2 separate regions of the Oryctolagus cuniculus genome follow, and region 2 is linked to region 1. Evidence: chromatin contacts called from public Micro-C data. All regions are on one chromosome and are shown on one strand. Each heading gives the region's core, a stretch centred on a gene start, on an enhancer-like site or on the middle of the called end of the contact. The rest is flanking DNA. Distances are from core to core; before and after follow the strand shown.

Evidence for each region. A called contact is a pair of places that touch in the nucleus more often than the background predicts.
Region 2: a contact with region 1 is called in a Micro-C map of ear pinna, with 4 times the contacts expected there. The contact joins the promoter of LFNG here to the enhancer-like site in region 1. A contact is called at or near these places in 3 of 6 Hi-C or Micro-C datasets (ear pinna, skin fibroblasts and an unstated tissue).

Annotation. Positions count from the first base shown.
Region 1 is chr19:37,272,402-37,278,763 of mOryCun1.1, forward strand. No RefSeq gene overlaps it. Among named protein-coding and RNA genes, the nearest start is that of GRIFIN, 12 kb to the right of the region's middle. Within about 2 kb of position 2,495, at least 2 of the 8 cell types and tissues checked have an H3K27ac peak or open chromatin away from gene starts, as enhancers often do. A contact at or near this core is called in ear pinna, where this site is marked.
Region 2 is chr19:37,310,672-37,317,033 of mOryCun1.1, forward strand. It overlaps LFNG (LFNG O-fucosylpeptide 3-beta-N-acetylglucosaminyltransferase), which reads left to right and starts at 3,139. Exons shown (of 8, transcript XM_002724021.5): 1 at 3,139-3,667. The coding sequence starts at 3,236.

The DNA.
Region 1 (6,362 bases), core at 1,245-3,744:
GTCTCGGGGCAGGGAGCCGACAGTATGTACTGTGCCTTCATTTCCGCGGTGGAACAACCACCCGCGGGAGGGACTAAGTCCTCCTGTCTGTGTGCACTTTGAAACCCTTGGATGAAAAGGCAAGCACCACCCAGAGCCCAGCCGTGCCTAGCCGCCACCCGGCCGCGCTGCTCTGGGGCCGGGCAACGCTTCCTGCCTTTGTGGTTTCAGGAGCCTTGACGCACGGAGGCGCCACGCTCAGTGAGGGCTCCCACTGCCTGCCGGGCTCGGCTCAAGAATTCTCGGGCTGCTGGCACCACGGCTCAATAGGCTAATCCTCCGCCTGCGGCGCCAGCACACCGGGTTCTAGTCCCGGTTGGGGCGCCGGATTCTGTCCCGGTTGCCCCTCTTCCAGGCCAGCTCTCTGCTGTGGCCCGGGAGTGCAGTGGAGGATGGCCCAGGTGCTTGGGCCCTGCACCCCATGGGAGACCAGGAGAAGTACCTGGCTCCTGCCTTTGGATCAGCGCAGTGTGCCGGCTGCACCGCGCCGGCCACAGCGGCCATTGGAGGGTGAACCAACGGCAAAGGAAGACCTTTCTCTCTGTCTTTCTCTCTCACTGTCCACTCTGCCTGTCAAAAAAAAAAAAAAAAAAAAAAGAGAATTCTTGGCTCACAGGATGTGAGAGTGAGGGCAGGGGCGTGTGGTGCCGTGTCAGGGCCAGAGGCAGGGGCAGGACAGGGCCGCCGTACCACACAAGCCGGCTCCCCAGGAGGTGGGCAGGGGCCAGGCCATGACTTCTGGCTCGGCCTCTGCCCCTGGACTGGAGATCATCTTGTAAGCAAACTTGGAGCAGCCCTTGAAAATACTGTTTGCCCCACGAGGAAGTGCCACCTTTGCTTACACGCTAGGGAGAGGCGCTCCTGAGTGGACATCAGCTCGGGGAACCTCGGTGCTCCCGGGCCAGAGGGGACAAGGGTTTGGGTCCCTGCCCCGTGGCTTCAAGCGAGACGACGGTATCTCTTACCCTGCACCTGGGGGCCTCCCCACACAGGGCTTCCACATGGTGTCCTTGCTCCTCGCCTGCCCCTGCACAGGGCCCCCACCCGACCCAGACCAGGGCTCCTGGTGCTTGGTGGGCCTTGTGGGAGAAGTGAGCACACGCAGTGTGAGAAATCACACCTGGCCAATCCCAGGTGGGAGGCGGGAACCCGAGCGCAGCCCCCCGCCCCCACTGTCACAGTGCTTCTCGCTCAAGGCCGAGGAGCCCACGTGGATGCTGGAAAGAGGCCGGTAGGCTCGGAAGCCCACGGCCCAGTCCCTGGTCAGGGCGGGACCCTGCTGCCTGGTGTCGGAGTGGGTGTCCCGCCTCGGGTCTCTGACAGCCAGCAGTCCTGGGCACAGCTGGCTGGGGGAGGGGCTGTGAGAGTCGCCCACAGAGCAGGGCTCCCCCGGACCCTGCCGGCTGCTGAGTGCCGGGGCAGTCTCCCCTAGGGAGATCCTTGGGCGAGGATGAGACCCCTCCCCCTCTCCTTTCCTTACTTGAAAGGCAGAGTTACAGAGAGGGAGGGAGAGACGGACGCAGAGAAAAGTCTTCCATCCGCTGGTTCACTCCCCACGTGGCCAGGAGCCTGCAGCTCCATCCGGCTCCCCACGTGGGCGGCAGGGTCTCCAGCGCTGTACCCTCAGCCCCGCCTTCCCAGGCATGGCAGGGAGCTGCCCTGGGCTGCCGGCGTCACAGGCTGCGGCTCAAACCTGCGGGGTGCTTTTCTTTCTGATGGCACTGAGGGCTTCAAAGGCCGTTGTGTGAAGCCGTCTTGCCGCTTCGGCCGGTCTGGGTCCACGTCCGGAACATGGTGGTTTGAGACTTGGGGGCGCGGATTCGCCCGCGGATCCTCAAGTGTCAGGTTGCAGAGTGGGCTGGCTCTGGAAGTGGTCTGGGCTTTGAAAAGCTTCGGTTGGAAAGCATTTGGCTCTAAAGTGTTCCAGAAACCTCTCCCAGAGCCAGAGCCGAGCAGGGGGTGGAGGGAGGGTGAGCTTAGGGCAGATGGGGCCACCCCGCCACCCGTGGGGGGAAGGCAGGGGGGCCTGGCTGCCAGAAACCTTCCCCCACGGGGCTTCCGGAAGAGGGTGCCTGTCTCAGCAGGGAGCCCTCCGCTCCCGACCCCGTGCTCCAGGGAGAGAGCCGGCCTGGGCCCCCGGGCTCCAGGGAGAGAGCCGGCCTGGGCCTGCCCGACCGTCTGAGCATCCACTTCAAAAGCCACGAGTGGAGCGGGCAGGAGTTGTGGGTTTGTTCCCATTTTCCAGATGGGGTAGTTGAGGCCCAGGCTGTGACAACTCCCTGAGGTCCCTCTATTACCAGGTCCCCAGACGTTGCCGTCTTGAGCCCCTGCTCTTCACAGATGTTTCCAGAGCTCTTGTGGGTGCGTCACCCACCACTGTGCAGCTGGACGGGGCACTCACACCTGGCCTGTGCCTGCCCAGGCGTGCGCTGGTCCCGGCAGGCCCCCGGAGCCTTGAGGAGCCAGCCCTGGGGCTGCGAGGGAGAGGACGGGCCTGGCCTGGGGCTGCCTTGGACCTCAGAGTGCTGGCCGAGGAAGTGAGGAGTTGGCAGGAGGGCGAACAGCAGGGAGCCAGCCGCAGGCCCGCGGGGTGACGTGGCCAGGGAGGAGAGGAAAAACCCAGCCACTAGGGAGGGGTTGCTGGCCGGGCTGCCCCAGGCCGCCCCACACACGCGGGTGTTACAGGGCCTCCTGTCCGCCACTGCGCACGCCACAGGGCAGCGTCTGCGGAGAGACATGGGCAGCCGTGTCAGGGCTTCCGGCTCCTCATTTGTCTGGTGACGGCCATGCCCATGGCTGCAGCCCCAGGGCTGTGTCCACTGTCCTGAGCAGATTCACCTCTGAGCCCAGGGGCGGAGCACAAGGGTTCGGTCAAGGGGTGGCGCCTATGGGGAGGTGGGCACGGTAGCCACGTGCCCCCCACCCTGTGTCCTACAGCCCACGCTGACCCCTGACCAGGCGGCTCTGGCACTCGTGGAGGGACCGTGTCCGGCGTGGCTGACCCACTCCAGGAAGCTGCTGTGCCTCAGGGCCTGGGACGTGGTCAAGACGGGTCCACAAGGCCTGCGAGCCATGGGGAGCCCACACACCGAGGGAAAGGCCTGGCTGTACAGCAGCTGAGAGCCGCCTCCCCCCGGCCTGCCAGCCTCCTGCAGGCCTGGCCACGGCCTCCGCCCTGCGCTCCGGCACGCCTGGGCTGCTGCCTGCAGAGCTGCGAGGGCCTGGTGCGCCGTCTGACTCACTGGGCCGTAGTGGCCAGGCTGGCCTTTTTTTTTTTTTTTTTAAGATTCATTTATTTATTTAAAAGTCAGAGTTACAAGATCTTCCATCCTCTGGTTCACTCCCCAGAGGGCTGCAACGGCCAGGGCTGGGCCAGGTGGAAGCCAGGAGCCAGGGGCTTCTTCTGGGTCTCCCACGAGGGTACAGGGGCCCAAGGACTTGGGCCATCCTCTGCTGCTTTCCCAGGCCATCAGCAGGGAGCCGGGATGGAAGTGGAGCAGCCGGGTCCTGAACCGGTGCCCATGTGGGATGCCAGTGCCCCAGGTGGAGGCTTTACCCACTATGCCACAGCGCCGGCCCCTGGAAAACCAGTTTGTTCGGGACTTGAACCAGAGGCCATTTGGGGTGCAGGCAGCAGCTTTACCGGCAGTAGCACGGCACCGGCCCTCCGGGCTGGGCTTTCCCAGGGACCACGTGGGCACCTGCGAGCCGGGCACCTCCCGTCTTAGTGACTGCGTTGTCATCAGAGTGCCCCTGGCCTGTAGTGTTGGCTGCCTGCCGCTGGGGACAGGAACCAAGGTGCAGGCCACAGACAGGGTGGTGGCGGGCCCTGGGGCCACTCCTGGGTGCGGGGGGCGTGGTGGAAAGGGCAGGGGGGCTCCAGAGGCATCCGGCCAAGGGGGGAGGTACAGAGGCAGCATCCCTAGGCCCAGTGGCTGCTGACCCTGACCCCGCCCAGGCCCACAGTCCCAGCCCGAGTGGCCAAGGTGCCTCTGTCTTTCTCATGGTGGCGGCCACCTCATGGTCTTTCCCCTGTCCACTTAACCTGCTGCCTTACCAGGCCAACAGACAGAGATCTGTCTGGGGGTGGGACGTGTGCATGGGAGTGTGGGTGTGCATGTGTGTTCATGGGTGTGTGAGCGTGCATGGGTGTGCACATACGTGTGCGTGACTTCCTGATGGGGCAGGTGGCCAGGCGTCCAGCTGGCAGTGCAGGCAGCGGGCACCTTGTGCTGGCTTGTGTCCAGGGAAGCAGGAAGTGGACAGTGGCTCGGGCATAGCCCACGAGCAGAGATGAGCATGGAAGACCCTCCCGCGTGCCTGTCCCCTCCCTGGCGCCTTGAGGAGCGCCCTGGGGCCCTCGCCTGTGGAAGCGGACAGAACTCCCTCCCGGGTGCAGCACCTGCCTATGCGACGTCCACATCGCGTGTAAACGAGCGAGCCCGCTCACGTGACTGCCCCGGGAGGGCCTTCGGCGGCTGGGAGGCCGGTGACGTCCGGGCAGGCAGGCGGCGACTTACACTGTGGTGTGGCTGCTCACGGCCCCCGTGCCGCGGGCGGTGCCGGCCGTGTGGTCTCAGACCAGAGGGGTGATCTCCAGTCCTGGCCACGAGCCCTCTGGGAAGGAAAGGATTTCTCACTGGGCGCTGGGCAGGCCCTGGCCTCTGAGCCAGGCCGTCGCTTCACAGCCATGCCCCAGGGGTCTCCTTGTCCCCTCATGTGCCGGGAGCCGCCTGTGACAGGGCGGGGGCAGCGTGCACACAGTGTCCTCTGGCCTGGGCGGGTCAGCACTGTCCCCTGCCCTCTGCCAGATGTGCTGTGGGGTCTCCACCCACCCTTGTCCCCGCGGCCAGCACAGCCTGAGGCCCTCGCCCTCAGCACCTCCCTGGCCCTCCCAGGCCTCGGGGACGCCGCCCCAGCCCAGGCCAGGCAGGGTGAAGGGGACCCTGCACTCCAGTGTCTCCTGGGGCTGTCCCCTGCCCTCGCGTGGCCTAAGAGGGAGAGAGAGCAGGCCCCTGCCGTGGGAGGCCGAGCGAGACCCTCGGCTGCGGAAGGGTGTGGGTGAGGACCCTCTGGGGATGGGGGCCGATGGTCCCTCTCCCGGTGACAGGTGGGGGCCTGCAGCCTCAGCTGCCCTGTGCGCAGGGCCACCTGGGAGGCAGCTTCCCCCAGGGCAGGTCCGGGCTCTCCAGGCCAGAGTCCAGGCCCTGGCTGGTGGTGTCAACCGCTTCCCAGCACTGTCCACCAGGGGGCAGCCTCAGCTCAGGAACGCCGCATGCCGGGCTCATCCTTCCCTAATCAGAGCCCAACCTCCAGCCAGGGGAGGTGAGAGTGCGAGTGCTCCGGAAAATTCTGTGGCCCACCGAGTCCAAGAGCCCCGAGACCACCTGGGCCGGCTCCAAGCGTCCGTGGAGGGCGGGGCTCCCGACCTGGCTCAGCAGACCTCCCCTAGCTGTGCCCACCGTCTTCCTGTACCCCCGCATGGGGCCAATGCGCTGCCCGCTTGGCTCCTTGCTGTGTGGTGGGTTTGGAAGCTGGGTACTTGAAGTCTTGCAACCTTTCCCTTCTCTTTCAAAGTTGTTCCGTGCCAGTTCTCACCTCTCACAAAGCCTGCTGGCTGTGGCCAGGGCGTCGCTCGTCCATCCGTGCCTCATGACCAGTGGGCCATCCTCGCCGGTGACGTACAGGACCATGTGTTCCATGAATAGATGGTTTTGGGGCTGGCCTTGTGGCGCAGCGGGTTAAGCTGCTGCCTGCCAGGCCTGCATCCCACGTGAGCGCCGGGTTGAGTCCAGGGTGCCCTGCTTCACATCCAGCTCCCTGCTGATGCCCCTGGGAGAAGAGCAGGAAGCGGCCCAAGTGCTTGGGCCCCAGCACCCACGGGGGGCCAGAATGAAGTTCCTGTCTCCTGGCTGTGGCCTGGCCCAGCCTCAGCTCTTGGAGGGTATTTGGGGAGTGAACTAGTGGATGGAAGGGCTCTCTAGATTATCTCCCCATCACTCTGCCTTTCAAGTAAATACAAATAAGCTTTTTTTCCCCCAATGTTAAAGAGCCCCAAGTCCCGGCAGGCGGGGCCGAGCCGCCTCTCCACGGCTCACTGGGAGAGAGGGGTCCATCAGAGTGTCCCCGGGACCCACAGGCTGGCGTCCAAGGAGAAGCTGGGCTGTGCGCACCCCCCTTGCTGGTGCCTCCGTGAGCCCTGTCCCAGCGCTCCTGTCCCAGCGGTTGAGGGCCTCTTCCGGCCCCTGGGCATTCCTGCCGAGCCACCTGCCGGCCCCGACTTCCTAACTGAAGCTTCTCCAGGCCTGAGTTTGGCCCGCCAA
Region 2 (6,362 bases), core at 1,889-4,388, 39 kb after region 1:
GGGTGGAGGGACTTCCCGGGAGGGCTGGCTTTGCAGGGTGTCCCCCAAGGGCACCTTACCTGTCCTGAGCCACCTCAGAGGCGGGCTCTGACGGGCCTGGCCACTCTGTCCACTCGGACACCCAGGCAGCTCGCCTCCAGAAAGGTCTTTGCTTAGCGTGGGCATTGTACCCACCCCAAGCCAGCCCTGGCCAGGGCCGGAAGGCGCCAGGCCCACCGTGATGACGGAAGCCCACAGAGAGATGGGAACGGGCCCAAGGCCTCACAGCCTGAGAGCCAGGGCGCGGGGGTGCTGGGCAGAGCAGGTGGGCGGGGCTCGGCAAGGGGGGCGCCCCTTGCAGCTGGGCGCTGCCTGCTTCTTCCCTGGGGCGGTGCCTGCCCCAGCTGCCCTCATCCGCTGCACCCCTTCCCGCCTGCCTCGCGACCTGCCAGGCTAGGCGTCCTGGCCACCCTGGGCCCTCCTCTGTTGGCGGTGACTGCACCTCCCTGGCCCACCTTGGCCTTGCCACTGCCCCTTAGGAGCCTGGGGGCAGTCATCCCGGTGACCCTGGGCTCTGCTGCCGGCCTGCAGGGGGGCGGCTCCCGGCTGCAGAGCAAGGGGCCGGTGGGGTCCACCCTTTAGGTCTCCAGCCATCTCGCCCGCTCCCTGCAGGAGGGCCTTCCCAGAGCCAGCCCGGGGTGGGGGGGGGGGCAAGGAAGAGCCACCCTGGGCCCGCCTCTGGCAGAGACAGTGACCCGAATTTGCAGCCGGCTGGAGGCAGCGGGCCAAGGGCCAGGCTGCCTGCTCCGTCCACCCGTCACCCCCAGCACTTTCCGAAACTGATGGTGAGGACTGAGACTCAGAGGAGCAGGGCAGTGGTCCCTGGGGGTGGCAGGCAAACGGTCCAGCTGGCCCTGGGCCCCGACACCCCCAGCCCGGGGCAGCCTGCTCTGCTCTGTAGCCCCTCCCCGGCTGCTGGCTGCCCTGAGCTGCTCTCTCATCACATCGCCCTGCAGTGTACTGGGGGAGGGGGCTCTTGGGGGATCCTGGCTGGGGGGGAGGGGCACAGCTGTGGCTGGAGCTGGCGAAGGGGCAGGGGGCGGCTACCGACCCACCCCCCTCCCGTTTCAGACCTCAAGGAGTCACCACGAAATTCCATTCTCCTGACAGCAAAGAAACTGAATCAGTCTTGCCAAAGCCTGCGGGACACCCAAGAATGCTGCCAGCCGCGTCCTGTGGCTCCCAGACGGGCAGCCACAGCTGGCCGCCCCCACCAGGCCCTGCTGTGGGAGGAGGAAGCCCCCGCCCAGCTCTGCGCTCCACACTGGCGGTGGAGCCGGGCTCAGCCCCTCCGCTTGCCTTCTGTGCCCTGGGAGCCTCTTCCCTCCCTCTAGGCTGATGGACTTGCTGCAGGGTGCAGGGGGCTCAGCACCCACCCTCGCGGCCAGCGACTGCGCCTGGCCCGCTGGGGCTGGCGAGAACTGTGGGGAACAGCACGGCAGGGCAGGGACCAAGCCGCAAGGTTGGGGAGCCTTGGCCACTTCCACCTGCACACGTGTGCAGGGGCCGCAGCATGGGGACGGAGGACAGGGACTCCAGGCCTCGTGGCCCAGGGAGGAGAGGCCAGGGATCTCTCTGGAATAGCAGAGGCACGGGAGACCGACGCGGGGCAGCTGGGCTGGGCTCTGCGGCCTGGGAGCAGCCAGCCCGGCTGCCCTGCCCTTCTCTCTCCTGCACACCTCAAGCCCTCCAGCGTCCGCCAGGCTCCAGGGCAGGGCTCCGGCTGATGGGGGAGGGGTTTATGGCAGGAGGTGACGCCATGGGAGACTTGTCACTTGGGCACATCCAGCGCCATCTGCTCAGGCATCTGCCTGCCGAGGTGGTGCCTGCTAATTACCTGCGGTGTGTTGTGGGGGTGGGGAGAGGCAGGAAGCGGCCTGGGAACCACCATCCCCCACCCCCCATCACTGGCGAGCTAGGAGTGCCCCCCCTCCCCCCGCGGCAGCCGCAGAAGCAAATGGGCCGCAGCTTCCGCGCGCGGGTCTGGCGAGGGGATCAGACATTTATCCCAATAAATCTTTGTACAGCCCGCTGGTGCTCCCGGCCAGGAGGACGCTAGGGCGCGCCCGGCTGTCGCTCTGGGCAGGCAGCTCACGTGCTGGGATGACCGTGCAGCGGGCAGTGAGCACGGCCAGAGAGGCAGCCCAGCGCGGTGGTCGCGGAGCGTCTCCCCAGGAGGGGTGCAGCCAAGCGCAGAGCCGCTCCCAGCCGCGCTTCCGGACGGCGCGGCTGGGACCCCGTTCCCGCTCCGGGGGCCCCGGGCCACTTCCGGGCCCTCAGCCCCTCACCCTCGGCCCCAGGCGCGCATTCCTAACGCCCCCGCTCGTGCAGGGGCCCGCCGGGACCCGTGGGAAGGGCCGGGGTGGGCGCCGCGGGATGCGGAGGGCGCACAGCTGGGCTACATCTGGCCCGCGCGCCCAGCGACCAAATGGGACAGAGGGAGGCCTTTCATCCTGCTCGCCACGGGGCGCCGGTTCGGGTTCCGGGAGGGGGAGGAACCAGCCCGCCCGGCGCGCGCCAAGGAGCTCGTGCTGGGGCGCGGAGCGCGATCTGGCAAAGGCGCTGTCTCGCTGCAGCCTGGTGTGCGCACCTGCGGCACAGGTGGCCAAAGTTCCCCACAGCCACGACGGCTGCCCGGAGCCCAGCGCGGGCGACCCAGACGCTTCCCAGGGGAGGCTGGGCTCGGCGAAGCAGGGGCCTCCCCAGCCCTCAGCCTGGGGTCCAGGACCCCAGGGCCCAGCCCCCCGGGCGCGCTCCTCCGCGCGCCAGGTGCCCAGGTGCGCCTCGGCGGCACGGGCCTGCCCGGGTTTCACAGCCCAGGCTACCGGCGCTGGCCCGCCCCAAAGCCCCACGCCCCACGCCCCTCAGCGGCCCACCCCAGCAGGAGGGGTGTGCACGTGCGAGCGGGGGCGGGGCCCGGCGCCCACCGGCCGTTCCCAGCCCCCCGCCGCGGCCCCACGTGGGTGCTGCCCGGCCGCCGGGCGCCGCGCGCGAGGCTCCACCCCCACGCCCCAGAGCCAATGAGCGCGCGGGGGCGGGCCGGGGGCGGGGCTGGCGGGGCGCTTTAAGGGCGGCGCGCGCAGGCGGTGCCCTGCTGGACGGCGCTTCGGGAGCCGGAGCGGGATCCGGGCGCGGGCCGCGGGGCGCGGGCGTGCGGGCGCACGGGCAGGCGCGGCGCGCGGCCGCCCCCTCAACCATGCTCAAGCGCTGCGGCCGGCGCCTGCTGCTGGCGCTGGCCGGCGCGCTGCTCGCCTGCCTGCTGGTGCTCACGGCTGACCCGCCGCCGCCCCCGGTGCGGGCCGAGCGGGGCAGGCGCGCGCTGCGCAGCCTGGCGAGCCCCGCGGGGGCGGCCCCGGCGGCGGCGGCGGCGGCGGCTGCGGAGCCTCCGGGCGCGCTGGCCCGCGAGGTGCACAGTCTGTCCGCGTACTTCAGCCTGCTGGCCCGCGCGCGCAGGGACGCGGCACCCCCGCCCGGGCGCGCCCCTCGCCGGGTGGACGGCGCCCCGCGCGCCCCCGCCGAGCCGCTGGCGCCCCGCGACGTCTTCATAGCTGTGAAGACTACCAGAAAATTCCACCGCGCGCGCCTCGACCTGCTGCTCGAGACTTGGATCTCGCGCCACAAGGAGTCGGTGAGCCCTGGGGCTGCGGTGGCGTGGGCTGAGGGCGCCCGTCGGGCCCTGCTGCAGGCGGCTCGGCGCTGTCCCGCCCCTGGGGCCGTCTGGTGGGGCGGCGACTGCCCACCCTGCGGTTGTCGGGCGGCCTGGGGGGCCCGGGTGCAGGCTCTGGCCGAAGCCGGGTCTCCAGCGCTTGGGGCCGGCGCCCTGGGCTGCGGCGTGTCCCACAGGGCTGACTGCTTCCCGAGGCGCTGCGGTCTCCAGATCTCCCCAGGCAGGCTCTGCCCATGTCCCCGGAGGGCACCCGCGCTGGGCTGCGAGCCCTCCCTGGCTTTCCCTAGAGGGGAAGTGAGGGGTCGGGCCCCTTCTTCCTCCTGCTGTGCTGTGGTGGGCGCAGGCCGTTGCTGGCTGCTCGGTGCTGGACACGCGTTTGGAAAGAAAGAGACGGCTCGGCTTGTGGGTCTGTGTGGAGACCCGTCGCCACTGCGCTGCGGCCCCCAGGCTGGGGGTCCCGCCGAGACCCTCCCTCTCTGGGTCTCCCCCCCAGGCTACGGCAGGACCTTGGTTTGGGGCGGGTGGGCCAGTCCAGGCGCATCTCCCCTGGCGTGGTGGGGGGGCACCCCACGCCTCTTCATTTCTGTTCTGACCCCAGGGCCCCTGGCGTGGCTGAGGGACTTGGGGTGGGATCGGGGAGTGCAGGGAGGGGCCCTGGGCGGCCCACAGCAGCCCCTTGGGAACGCAGCGTCCCTTTCTCAGGGGCTCAGCGGGCTGGCAGGCGGGGGCCGCGGGGGCGCGGGTTTTGTTTGGCGGCCGGGCCGTTAGGATTCCCAGCGCCTGGCGGCTCTCACGCCGGCCCTTGGCCAAGGTAACAAAGCCCCTTTCTCCAGCCCAGAAAGGCGTGGGCCTCTGTGTGCCGCTTGGCGTCCATGGGAACGCCGCGGCCCGCTGGCCACTCAGGTTGCCTGGCGATGAGGGCCAGCCCCCCCATGTCCCTGAGTGACAGCCCTGGGGGCACTGGCCCTCCCGCTGCGCGGCCGCTCTCATCCAGGCACTGCCAGGCCTTCGCAGAGGGGCTGCGGTTCACCCAGCTGGGCTGCATGGGCTCCACCAAGTCCCGGGGACCCTCGTGGTCCTCACGTCTGGAGTGGAGGGAGTGTCGCCCTCCCGGCCAGTGGGTGCTGACGGGCACACGCTGCCCAGGAGGGGCTGTCTTACCCCCGACTGGAACTCACAGAGGACCCATCCTCCTGGCCCTGTGCGGGGGGTCTCAGTCCAGTCTGAGGGGGGAGGCACGAGGAGGTCAGGATTGTCTTGTGGCTGGGGGGGGGGACTTCCTGGAGGAAGCGCCGTTTGAACTAGACTGAGCGTGAAAAATTGCCCGTCCAGGGCCGCCCAGGCCTCCTCAGCACAAGCGTGAGGTTGTGCAAGAAACTTGCAGAGGTGGGGGCGGGGTGGCCTGGGCAGCAGGGGCCACACGGGGACGGGCCCTGCAGTCCAGGATGGAGAGCTGGCCTCTGGCCCACCCCACCCTGCTCCCTCCCCCGCGGCGGGCCAGCCCGCAGAGGCTGCCACCTCAGCGGCCACAATTGCTGGGGGAGAACTGGGCATCCTGTGTTTCTTTGAACCGTGGCTCCAGGAACAATGCCGCTTCCTGTGGGTGTCCCCCGGCCCCCGCCTCCTGCCCTGGTCTTCCTCCTTTGGGGAAGTCTGGGTCCAGCACCCCCTCCGCCCCACGGGACCCCTGTGGGCTGGGGCTTGCACCGCTCCGGGCCTGGACCTTCTGGGAACCCATCTCCGGTGTGCCGCTGCCCACACGGGTGGTTCTGCTGCACCCATTTCACAGAGGAGGAAGCTGAGGCCCAGAACGGCGGGCAGCCCCCTCCGCGGGCTCCTGCGGCTCCATGGTGGGGCGGCTGGAGGCTGGGTGCCCCACACCCTGCAGCCCCGCCCGCCCGCTGAACAAAGGTGACTTTAATCTCTGTAGCCCTGGGCTGGGTTTTTAGGGCACCACCAAAGCGCGGGAGCAGGCCCAGCTCATTAAGAAAGCGTTTTCCTTTGAATGCCGCGCGCGCGAGGAGCCCTCGCCTCCCACGGCATTCCTGGGCCGAGATGCCGGGCGGGCGCGCTGGCAAGTCTGTGCGTGCGGCCCGCCTGAGGTGGCCCCGGGCTCAGAGCCCCTCATCCACACCTCGTGGCCTCCTCTGGGCTGGCGGGATGGGGGCTGCCCAGGTGAGGCTGCATCCCCCCTAGCCCGGGGTGGGCCTGTGCTCCAGGCCTGAACACCCTGGGGCCTCTGCTGGGACTGGGTCGTACGGTGGGGGAGGGGGTGGGTTGAGGCCTGATGGCGCGAGCTGGGGCCAGGGAGGGGGGTCCTGTCTGCTGCTCTGGCTCTGAGCATCCCCCACCCGCCCCAGGCTCTGTGTTTGCCCTGCCGGGGCGCGGCGGGCGGCACGCGCTGGGCGGGCCGGGCAGAGGAGGGAACATTCCTCTCCGTGTGCCGACGGGCCCAGGCGGGCGCCGGCAGCTCTGGGCCCCGCCCCGGCGGCCCCCTCCTCTTCCGCAGAACAATCCCGGCAGGGCGGGTGGTGGCCCGATGCCGGCCCAGGTGGAGCCTGGCTGTGGCCTTGGGCTAGGCTTTGTGGGAGCACGTGGGCTTCCTGTCGGAGCTGCTGGGCCGCAGGGTGCCGGGCGTGGGCTGGGGACACTTGTG